2 separate regions of the Columba livia genome follow, and region 1 is linked to region 2. Evidence: chromatin contacts called from public Hi-C data. All regions are on one chromosome and are shown on one strand. The core of a region is the stretch at or near the end of the contact, and the rest is flanking DNA. Distances in the headings are between cores, read along the strand shown.

Region 1 (5,642 bases), core at 1,999-4,498, 37 kb before region 2:
TGGATTTGCGGACGCTCCCCATAACAGGAGCCGACTCGCTTCAGGCATTTGTCCCCCAGCTGGGACTTTGCCAAACTCCAACTGTCAAAGCACCAGCTCTGGGTAGCAGCCACCCACAAGGCCTGTTAGCGTTTATATCCCAGTTCTGCGGCTTTGGCTTTCACGTGAAGTCAGGGCGTCTTTACCTCCTTCTCAAACACAGAGGGAATTGCCACCAATCCAGGAGATGCAATTCTGTGGACCACAGCAGTACCTGTGAGGCAGCATGTGCTGAAAGGCATCAGTGCAGGAATCACAGACTCACAGAATGCCAGGGGTTGGAAGGGCCCTGGAAAGCTCATCCAGTGCAATCCCCCATGGAGCAGGAACACCCAGATGAGGTTACACAGGAAGGTGTCCAGGCGGGTTGGAATGTCTGCACAGAAGGAGACTCCACAACCTCCCTGGGCAGCCTGGGCCAGGCTCTGCCACCCTCACCAGGAACAAGTTTCTTCTCAAATTTAAGTGGAACCTCCTGTGTTCCAGTTTGCACCCATTGCCCCTTGTCCTGTCACTGGTTGTCACCCAGAAGAGCCTCATGTACCTCTGAATGCTACTACAGCGTGTAAGGACTGAGCAGCACAGCACAGCTTCCAGTGTCAGCCACTCCTCCCAGTTTGGTCTCATCAGCAAACTTGCTGATAGTCACTCTATTCTCAGAAATAAAACTAGCTGTGAATTTTTTGGTAAGCTTGTTGCCTGCCTCTTTGTGTTGATATCATGTAACTGTAGATGCAGTCACATAACACTGATTGTGGAATTAATGTGTGTGAGGGCATGGGCACGCAGAGCCCTCTGAATAGCTGAGTGTTCTAAGGGAACATGTACTCTGGATAGAGAAAATCTGACAGGCACTTGGAATTAGCCTGAGTAAAGAATGAATCCCTCAGACTTTTATATGGTGATTGTGTAATAAAATCCATAACAGACTAATGTTATTTTTATTTGAAAATTTTACAGAAGTGTCTGGACTTCGTATTAACAGGTTTAAAATCATTAATCCTCCATTTTTAGAAATTAATTAACTGAAGAATGTATGTGCCATTGTAATTCCCTGCAGGAGCACCACAGCATTGTGTAAAGCCGTGCAGAGCACATGCGGAAATTGTCAGCAGACGCCTGCTCGAGAGTGTATCTGGGAACTACAAGGAGAACAGCGGTTTGTGACAGACCGTTTGACTTGTGCTGTGGTGGTGGAGGAAAAGGATGAGAGGGTGAACTTGGATGGTATATTGCACTGCACAGTGAAACAACCTTTGGAAATTTGGGAGAAACAATGAGTGACGTTTTTCTTGTTAGCATGTATGTTCTGTGGCCTGTGAGCGGGACTGAAAGGTGTAGTAGCATCACTACCGTATTTCTGAGCATCCAGACAGAAGCAGCAGTTGCACTAAATACCAGTTTTTGCATGAAATCATGTTGCAGCCAGTGCTTGTGAGACTAGAATTCAGCACCTTTTATTTTAAACATTTGGGTTTTTTTTGCTTTATGTGTATTTGTTGGCATTGTAGGGAGGGTAAATGTAGGTCTGTGAAACAGATCGGGTTTTGTCAGAGCTCTTAGGGTTTTGTTTTAGGCCAGTTGTAGCTGGTTGGAGCCAGGGTAGCATTGAATAGTCAGGTTGTAGAAAGCTTCACCTTCCTTCAACATTAACATTACTTTTTCCTTTCATCTATCCTAAACTGCAGCTTCTGCCAGCAATCATAATGCCACAAAGTACAGCAAATAACATAGGCAAATACTAGCACTATGTGTCACCGTTGGAATACTTTCTCCAGAGTTAACAAACAAATAAAACCCCAACCTCTCAGTTTGGTCTCCTTGGAATATTATGCAGGAGCTTTGAAAAACAGATGCCCAAGAACCATTTCTGTTTTGTCTCAGTGTTCATATAGATGTGGTTGAGGAGCCTGTGGCTTCACCCCATGGCTCGGCAGTACTGACCAGAGGTTTGTGCAGAAAGGCGCAGTTGGCATCTTCTGGCTTAGTCAGTCCTGGGAAAGGCCTGAGAGGAGCCATGGGGCCCTTACACAATGTCCATTTTAGGGAAAAAAATAAGAGTTTTAGATTGTCCGTCATACTCGGATGCTCTTTCCACATCCTTCAAAATGTGTTTTTTTGCCATGGGTTTCAAAAAGAATCCATTTGAAATAACTCCAGCTGGGACTGTTTGATGATTTCACTCCCTCTGGCCCATGGGAGAGGTTTCAGGACAGCACAAAAAGGGGTGCTTGGAGTACTTCACCGTTAGTGAAAGCTAATTGATCAGTAAAATCCCAAACAACAACAAACACCTTCCTGCTATCAATATTGAAATTAGCATTCATCCTTAATAGCTAGACTATGCTTATAAGTAGACATTTAGCATAAAATAAACGTAAGGAAACTTCATCAGCTAAATAATATCAGGAGAGGCTCTGCTGGCTTCATAAGCAAGGTCAGAGCAACATGAATCATGCCATTTATATTTAGCCCAGGTAAATACTTTGTCTACAATACGCAGAAACAGAACCATGTAAATCAAGATGCGTTTTTGCTGCCAGTTTTAAGATCAACCACACATCTGAAAATAGTTACTTGTTGAAACTCATTGTGATGGGTAAGAAATACTGTGGGTGACAAATGAAAAGCTACTGAGACAATAGTAAAGCAAGCAACTGATGCAGTTGGGACACATTAAACTATTTTTGCAATTATTTTTGTAAAGATTTTTGTAATCATCTACCTATAAAAACTAGAGGATTTTGTTGTCAGTTGAGAGTATCTGAAAGTCATTCTGAAAACAATAAAGTAGCAAGTTTAAAAATTCTTATTTCTTTCATTATTTTTTGTAGGAAGAAAGATAACCACTATAAATCAAGTATAGCTGAATCTCTTTAGATGAAATTTTAAACTGATTGAGCAATACTTCACATTTCAATTACTTTGCAGTTCATAATTTAAACAAAAGATGGCATAATATCCAAGCTGGTGATTCGATCAAGTGAATGTAAAAGGTTTCTAACGCTTCATTTGGAGTTCCAGTTATTTTCGTTTTTCTTCTGTCTCTAGGAAGTCACAAGTCTCTTCCTAGGCTTAAATACCAGGTTTTTCACTTGCTAACTAAACATAATCTGCTTGTGCTACACTCCACCTTCTTTTCAGCAGGGTTGCAGAGAGGAATAACCTTTGTGTGACACATATACAGGAATGACGAGGTGGTTGGTGTGAGCGCCGCCTGCGCGGTCGCACGCGTGTGTCTCCTCGGGCTGTGTGAGCAGCTCTGCAGGTTGGGTTTGTGTTTCGGGCCTGAAGTCTGGCACAACAGTCTGGTCCTGGTGGGGCTAATGGGGTGGTTTGATAGGATAAGGTGTAATAAATGTCTCTGGGATGATGGGCATGGATTATAAGGGGTGAGGTCCTGGACATCACTGCTGGGAATGCTCGCAAGCGCTGCTGGAGCCTTAGGAGGTGTTTAGGCTGGTTTGCATCTAGGCCACCGTGGCTGGCGTTTCACTCGGCCTCATGTTTGTTCAAGAACAAAATACCTGCAATATCTGCAAACAGGTTTGCCAGCAAAGCATTCGATTGTGCCACCTCTTTGGTTTCACCCCTTTTGGTCCCTCCGTGCTCCTTTGGATCTCCATAATGGGTTTTGCGCCTTAAGCTTAGATTTGGTTTGGAATAGGAGTTCAGATCTGCAGTCCATAAAATATTGTTCATAGCAGAAGCCTCCTGAGGCCTCTAGATGACTCCTAGTCTGTGAAATAGCATCTTCCATCTGTACCTGCCAAGCTCAGGAGATGGGAAGGTCACGGTCAGGTTTGCATGGAACAGCCTGGAGCTGTGTTCATCTGGAGAAGGAGGAAATCTCTCCAGTCTGTTAATGTGAAAGGGTATAAATGGATTAAATTGCCAGGCCTGGATGTGTTGGGCTGCGGAGGAGGAGAAATTGGAGTCCCTTTGCATCCAGAGTATGTTTCCTCCATATTAATAGAGTTAAGTAACATTGATATAAACTGGTTCACTGAATAATCTCATGGTGGGTGCCAAAGATCACCCATTTACAACACATCCTTCATCTCTTTTATTACCTCAGGGTCATTTTTATTTGCCGAGCTACTGCAGTTTGTAGCGTGGGCACCTGGATTAGTGGGGGAAAAGGCTATTTGATGGTGGTAAAGAAAACGAATTTGCATTTCAGATGACTTCCCATTCTGATCTCCAGATTGGTTAGCAGCTTTTCCTAAGACACCTGGGGGTGGTTCTTATTGTAAATTAGCTGTTTGCATTTGAAAGGGTACCCACCCTTAACTATACCGTGCAATTAATTAGCATAAGGGATTTTCATTTTCTTTTTGTTTAAGACTTAGATGAGACTTAATTTATTAAATATTTTCTGTGACAGGGCAAAAATTCAATCAGAAGTTCAAAGCACCTTCAGTAATGTAGTTCCTTGTTCTTTTGTTACCGGTGACAAAAATGTGATTTCTTTGCCGCTTTTGCCTTTTGAAGGCAGTGATTAAAAATATGCTTTGGCTTCTGGTATAGGTCCCTTATTGCACACTTTGTGGGGCAAGCTATAAGCTTTGAAACAGAGGCCTGTGTCACCGGGGCTGCTGTCGGGGCGTTCCCTGTGGATCTAACAGTGGGGACACACGTTTCTTCTTTCACTTAACGCACTAGGAAATGTAATTAGTTTTCTGCACTGAGAGTTTCAAAGAGGAGTTTTCCTGGTCCTTTTTTTTACCTTAACATACATGTATAGGTCTGCTGGGCATGACGGTGAAGGGACAGCGTGAGGGAGAAATCTGTGAATAAGCAGTATGGAACAAATATTTGAGTCTCCTTACGCTTGAATTTATCACTCTGTAGTAATAAATAACCTGCCTCTAAATCCCTGATGCATTGCATGTAAACTCCAGTGCTATAATTTAAACTGGGTATTTTCCAATAATTTCTTCCCTCTTGTTTAATAATGCCCAGAAAGGCAACGTAATGTTTTCCTGCCCTTTCCCATATTGGCTCCTCGGTTTCATATTCCATAGAGAGGACTGTGAAACCCGCTGTGCTGCCCCCCAGGCTCTGCCGCGGGAAACTGTGAACAAAAATACCCCTTTTAATTAATGCTCTTCATTCATGTTCCTATGGAGCATTTCTCTGCTGAGGTGTGCGTTTAGTGGTTCCTATCCTATTTTTGTTTGCTTTATATCCAGCTTAAAATACCATTCAAAGCTTCTATTAGCTATAAAGGTTACCATGGAAAAAGTCAATATTTGTTTGTGTAGTTTACGCTAAGATTGAGTTTTTATGGTTACTGAATCTAGTTCACTGATTTAAGCCAATGATTGGAGGCTCAGACGTTGTTACCACACACAGTGGTATTGGCAGTGCCACAGCTGTTTCCTGCGGTATGTATATATATATATATATATTTATATGTATAGGGTGGCCATAGTACAGTAACTCGTTTTGCTATGTGATCATTGCTGGGGAATGTGGTTCTGTTGTTCTTCCTCAGTGATCACCCTTTGCATTACACATGGCACTGTGAGCAGGAGGCCGGCGCTGAATCATGTGGGAGTTGAAAATCGTTGTGTTGCAGTCATGCACTAATACAGAAA
Region 2 (5,631 bases), core at 2,704-5,203:
TATATATAGTAGTAAACTAGTGAAGAAGTTGGATCAGATTCCTTTCTTATTGAAAAATGTGGTGGCTTCATCCTAATCCATTTTTGGTGTTGTAACAAATTCAGATCTCTTCCTGCCCTAATCATGTAGGTATTGTAAAACTTGCCATATGGGAATTAGAACAAGCAGCGTAAGATGAGTTTCCTGTTTAACGCAGGCAGGACCTGGAATTTGGTCAGTGGCTTTCATCAACACTTTGATACTAAAAAACAATGCGCTAAATATTTTTATTCTAAATGAACTTTATTTATCATAAATTATCATAAGATTTTTATTTCTGCCTATGACTTAGTTTTCCCATGTATGGAGTTGTTTAAAATTTCTGTAAAATGACTTTTAAAGTTTCTTCGTTGGACACTCCCATGTGGCTGTAGAAAACCATGAATATTAGAGGATAACAAATAATATGACTCTAAACTCTCTTCACATTTCTGGGGTTACACAGATCTCATTAAAACTATCTCATTCTGAAGATAAGAACAGGTTGGCATTAGAATTCCTAGTTTTTCTTCACTGCTTAGTTGCTGCCTTATGTGGCAATTTCCCTGCCCTAGAATGGGTATAATTTACTTAAACTTTTTCTGGTACTAGTGCTTAGAAAGCTCCTCAAAACATTTAGATGTAAGATGCAAAGCACCAAAATTTTTGCCTATTTTTCTTTAAAATATTGTTAGCAGCTCACAGTGTTTGTATAAGCGTTTGGGATTCTCTACAGAGTACTTCAGGAGTTCTCTGTGAAAATTGTGTAGCTTCTGAAGAGCTAATAGCTATTTGGGCGTGCTGCCGTAGACCTTGCTGCGCTGGCTCGTGCGGCTCGAGGGAGTCCAGCCCTTCTTTTCAGCTTGCGGTGCTGTGATTTGTTTCGTTTGAGTAATAGGTCAGTGGTTCATCGTATAATGATATGTGGTAACATTGCAGATAATTAAAGCTTTTGGATGCCACCACGTGAGGCTGTGCGTTACAATAGGAAGTATGGATTGGCCAGGTTTGGCTGTAAAAACATTCAGGTTGTTTTTTTTTTTCATCTTTGCAAACAATTAATTGGCTTTTACAGAAGCTTCTGACCAATTGGAAGTATGTAAATCATAGGATGTCTGCAGCGTTTGCTGCTCATGAAGTAGACTGGGTAGAAGAATATATCGATTTGCTTTTTTTAGAAGGTTTGAAAACATTAACATCCGTGGTGTGGGGGGTGAGGAGGAAGGTGCTGATGCTGTTTGGCTGACATTTAAAAGTCTCAGTGTTTGCTCTTTTTTTGCACAGTAATTAAGCCTTAAGCAGTCAATGATCAGTGAACTTCAGGCTTGATAATACAGTCTTTTGAGTCAGTTGCAGGAGGGTGTAGGAAAAAAGGTGAATTGAAGTGCTCAAGCAGCAAGCAGAGATGAGAGAGAGCACTGGAAATTGTCACATGCTTCTAATCATGTGCCCTATCAGTAGGAAGCTGAAAGTGAAAAATAAACATCAGGAATAGAGAAGAATAGAGACTGTTACTTGAAACACATCTAAGTCATCTTGCTGAATGGACTCGAACAAAGAGAAATCTTTTTTCTCAGCTGGCTGCTTGCAAGGTGACTTGCAGTTTCTTAGCAGTGAGTTCTAAAGACAGCAGTCCCGCCAGCTCCTCTGTGCCTGATCTTTTGCTGTTTGCTGTTTCGTTCCCCCACCCTATTTTATCTCTAGTATTGATAGAGACCTGAAGATTCTTGTTACCTTCTGCTAAGTCACTGTGATTCTATTTATAGCTCAGATAGTCCTCCAGTATCCCATGTATCTTGGTTTTGATTATGGTGCTTCAAGTCCGCAGATGGTGACATTTTCATTAATAGCCTTATTTCCCTTCTGTGCAATGTCAGGTATTGAACCATCATAGAATGTGATGCGCTTGAATCTGTAAACCCTTTGAAAAGGGACCTGGAAAACTTCCAAATCTTTATTTTTTGAAAAGTTCAGAAGGAGATTCCTAAGACTGTATCAGGTGGGATTGCAGATTGCATTTTGTGAGGTCAATGAAGGGATAGAAATTGTGTTCAGGCACTTGCCAGGATTTACCAGCGATGATTTCTTTTTCCATTGAGATATGTGCTGTACAGGTGCATTGGTTTCAGTTAACTTCTGAGCATTACGCTCATTGTTCTCGGCACATGAAGTAATGTCGTAGCATCTTGTGCGTCCAGGTGTTTTTGAAAAGAAAGCCGTGCCCTAGGTGTGAGTTCCCTTGCCGAATGCTGCTGTTGCACATGCGGCACAGCGTGAAGGAGGATTGCCCGGGCTGGTCTGACACGGGCCGGGAGAGGCGTCTGCAGGTCAGGGGCACTTTCTGCAAATCAGTCCCAGCTTTGCAGCTTCACTCTCATGACATGGCCTGTGTGATCTTTCATGACACATTTATGACCACAAAATGAGGGAGTAGCACAAGCCTTGGCAGCGAGCTCCTGAGAGGATGCGTGCTCCACCCGTGCGGAAGGGCTGTGTGCACAACTCGAACAAGTGGCTTTGAAGTTACCTATTACAAGAAGTCAAGTTTTTTCCAAGTGTCAGCATGTACCAGAAGAAATTTTAAAGATGTCTTTTACAAGAAGTCCAATTAATTTCATTGCATCTTTGAAATCTTTCTTGGAAATTAAAATCTCAAACCTTAATTAACAAATAATAATGTTATTTCTTTCTTGTACATGGAGCTTGGCTGAAATGCAAAGAGTTTAGAACCTTAAAGAGGTGCATGAGTTGTATTAGAGAAAATATTTTTGCTTTGTTCACTATGAGTGTTGAAAGGATAAAGTTTCAAGCAGCATGGAAGGTCACTATTCTCACAGTTGAAATTTCAACAGATGCTTAGAATTATTCTGGCTTTCCTATTACAATAAGAATTTTCAGAAGCCAAAGTGCAGTTTTCCTACCAGAGGCTGTTTATTAGAGTAGCCAGTTATGGATGGAGTGAGATTTGAGCACAACTTGTGGGCTAGTTGACTTCATCACCATCATAAAGCAAAACATTAGTAGCACAAATGTCCTTAGAGAATGGAGAGCACAAGACAGTAGAGAAAAAAAAAAAATGTAGGTAATTGAAAACTGTTTTTCTAGTAGTCATATCACTTGATCATAGAATCTCTTTCTAACTATAATGTGACACTCGTTTTGGAACCTTAGTGTTGATTAAATAAGTCTATTTTTTTAAAGAAGGTTTGTGGCATCTGCTATACCGGCATGTAAAGTGTCACCCAAACGGAATGATTTCTGCCAAAGAAATTGCAACAAAGTAAGAGCTTCTGTACATTCTCCTGGTTTTGAATGGCAGCAGTGACCTCACCCTGGCAATGGGCTGTCAGATGGTGAGCTACCATTCATCGCCTTCCAAAAGGAAGGGTTGCAGGTGCAAGCCCAGAGCACAGGGGCTCCCAGGGCAGCTTGCTGAGCCCAACTGTGTTGAATTAGGCATTTTCTTCAGTGCAGTTTGAAAGGGTTGTAGTCTGGGAGAAATTACACTGGAAACCATTCCTTCCTCATAGGCAGAAGAAAAACACTACCTAGAAAGGTTTATTTTGCAGGCTTCAAACCCTGCCAATGCAAATCCAGCCTTTGAGCCTGGTTTGCTTATAAACAAGGCTTCAAGAGGGCTTTTGACTGCTGCTTAAAAAAAAAAGTGAAAAGGGCTGTGATTTGATTCTCATGTTTGTTTTGACTGCAGACTGGAAATACCAGGTTTGCCAGTTATTGCGGCCCAATCTGGTAGGATTTTCAGGTTCCATTCTGCTATCCGTGCACTGATGGGTCTGACAGATTAAACAGGACCAAATGGTTTTTAACCTCAGTAGTCTGAGGAAACACGTCCTGCCCCTGAGGCAGCTTTGCGGTCGGCAGTAGCAGACTGTAATTCCGTGCAGAGCTGCGTGTAGGAAGAAGGACATTGCTGTGTTCCCTTCTCGTGTGCCACCATGGCCGTGGCGCTAAGTCTGGCTCCTTTCCAAGTATTTGTGGCCACCAGGTATGTCTCTTGATAACACCATCCTCAGTTCCCACCTCCCAGCCTGCAGTGACACGCTGAGCTGGGCCATGTGGAATGCAGGACAGTGTAGCGCTTATTCAGCTTTTTCTCGGGCAGCGGACACAAACACTTTCTGTATTAATCAAGTGTTTTCGACAAAACTTGGAGAGCGTTAGAATGGTTTGAAAAGTTGATGTGACTGTGCCTAGCAGTATAAAATATGGGAGATAAAAGTTTGCATTTCTCAGACTCATTTGCTAATCTAGCAGAGACTAGAATCATATTTAGTATCTCCTTTGGGATATCAGGTAGCAGAAGGCACAGTTAAGTGTCCTCTCATCTGGCAGCATTCCTGCGGCACTGGGATTTCTTGCCATGGGAACCAGTCTTGCTTGTGCTGGTGCCAGTTGTTGCTGTTGCTGGTGGAGAGGGCCTGTGCAGTCCATCTCATGGGCCATTGCCACCACGCTGCTCTGCTTTTTCTGCTATGGCATCATTTTGTTAAAGGCTTTTTTGGTGTGGTGTTTTTGTTGAAGGTTTTACAGCCTAATCTTGCACATACATCTTGGAGGTAAACGAACATCAGGCCATTTAACATTGCTAGAACAGACGCTAGGCTATGCATATTTTTACAATAAGTTTTCCCAGATGACTTTCATTCCCCACCCCCCTTTTTTGTCCTCTCTTGCTTTCTGGAAAGGGTAGTGACAGATGGAAAACTGTTCCCTGTGTGTCCTCAGCCCATTACAGCATACTGTTGGGGAGAGTTTTCTGTAGCTTCTTTTATGAGGAGTTATTGTCAAGGTTCCCACTATTCCTGAGTTCTCTCAAAGGGTTTATTAACAGAGCTAAGAAGGCATGAGTATCTGTTTGCATTATGCAGTGATGTATCGTCTTTTGACCCTATTGGCTTCATTTATTGCATGATGGAGATGATTTTATTCAAAATTGAAACATCACTGTTGATGTGAATTGTTTACTAATTCCAGGAGCAGACTCTTTAAAACATGCCTAGATTCCTTGAAATGTTAATTTAAGTATTTCTTTATTTTATTAAGCAGAGAGGGACTTTACTGTTGTTGCAACATCTGGACTGCAGATTATTCAGCCACAGAGAGTTCCAACAAAAATTAAAATCAAAGCACTGCATGTAGCTTGTCCTCTAACATGCAGAGGAGTTAGTAAGAAGAGAAGAATGTTCTTAGTGTGACTCTCATTATTTCTAAAAACGTTTAGCCCTAAGTGAGAACACCCAAAGGGGAAAAAAAAAAAGCTCTGTGTGTTTTGCTTTGTTCTGTGCATGTTTTATCTTTTCTCCCCGAGGACCCATTTTTCCTCCTTTTTTTCCAAAATGGGTGCTTTAATTAGTATACATTATGTCCCGCCTATAAGAAACAGCTGAAATGTCTAACTCTGGGAATTCAACCAATAGTGTATTTAAGCGCTGGCTTCAAATATGCGCACAAGGATTCCCTTTTTTGCCGTTAAAGGGAGTATAAACTGTACCAAATGTTGAAAGCAAATGTAGCTGTCGCAAGGCTGCTCTGCGAGCAGCAGAAACCGTGTGCGAGCGTCCCTGGCACCGGGATGGAGCCATTACCTCATCC

The links. A called contact is a pair of places that touch in the nucleus more often than the background predicts.
Region 1: a contact with region 2 is called in a Hi-C map of liver, with 3 times the contacts expected there. The contact joins two enhancer-like sites. A contact is called at or near these places in 2 of 2 Hi-C or Micro-C datasets (crop and liver).

What each region holds. Positions count from the first base shown.
Region 1 is chr10:1,839,442-1,845,083 of bColLiv1.pat.W.v2, reverse strand. All of the region lies in intron 4 of IQSEC1 (IQ motif and Sec7 domain ArfGEF 1), which reads left to right. Among named protein-coding and RNA genes, the nearest start is that of ACAD9, 85 kb to the right of the region's middle. Within about 2 kb of position 3,248, at least 1 of the 3 cell types and tissues checked has an H3K27ac peak away from gene starts, as active enhancers do.
Region 2 is chr10:1,803,298-1,808,928 of bColLiv1.pat.W.v2, reverse strand. All of the region lies in intron 6 of IQSEC1 (IQ motif and Sec7 domain ArfGEF 1), which reads left to right. Among named protein-coding and RNA genes, the nearest start is that of ACAD9, 49 kb to the right of the region's middle. Within about 2 kb of position 3,953, at least 1 of the 3 cell types and tissues checked has an H3K27ac peak away from gene starts, as active enhancers do.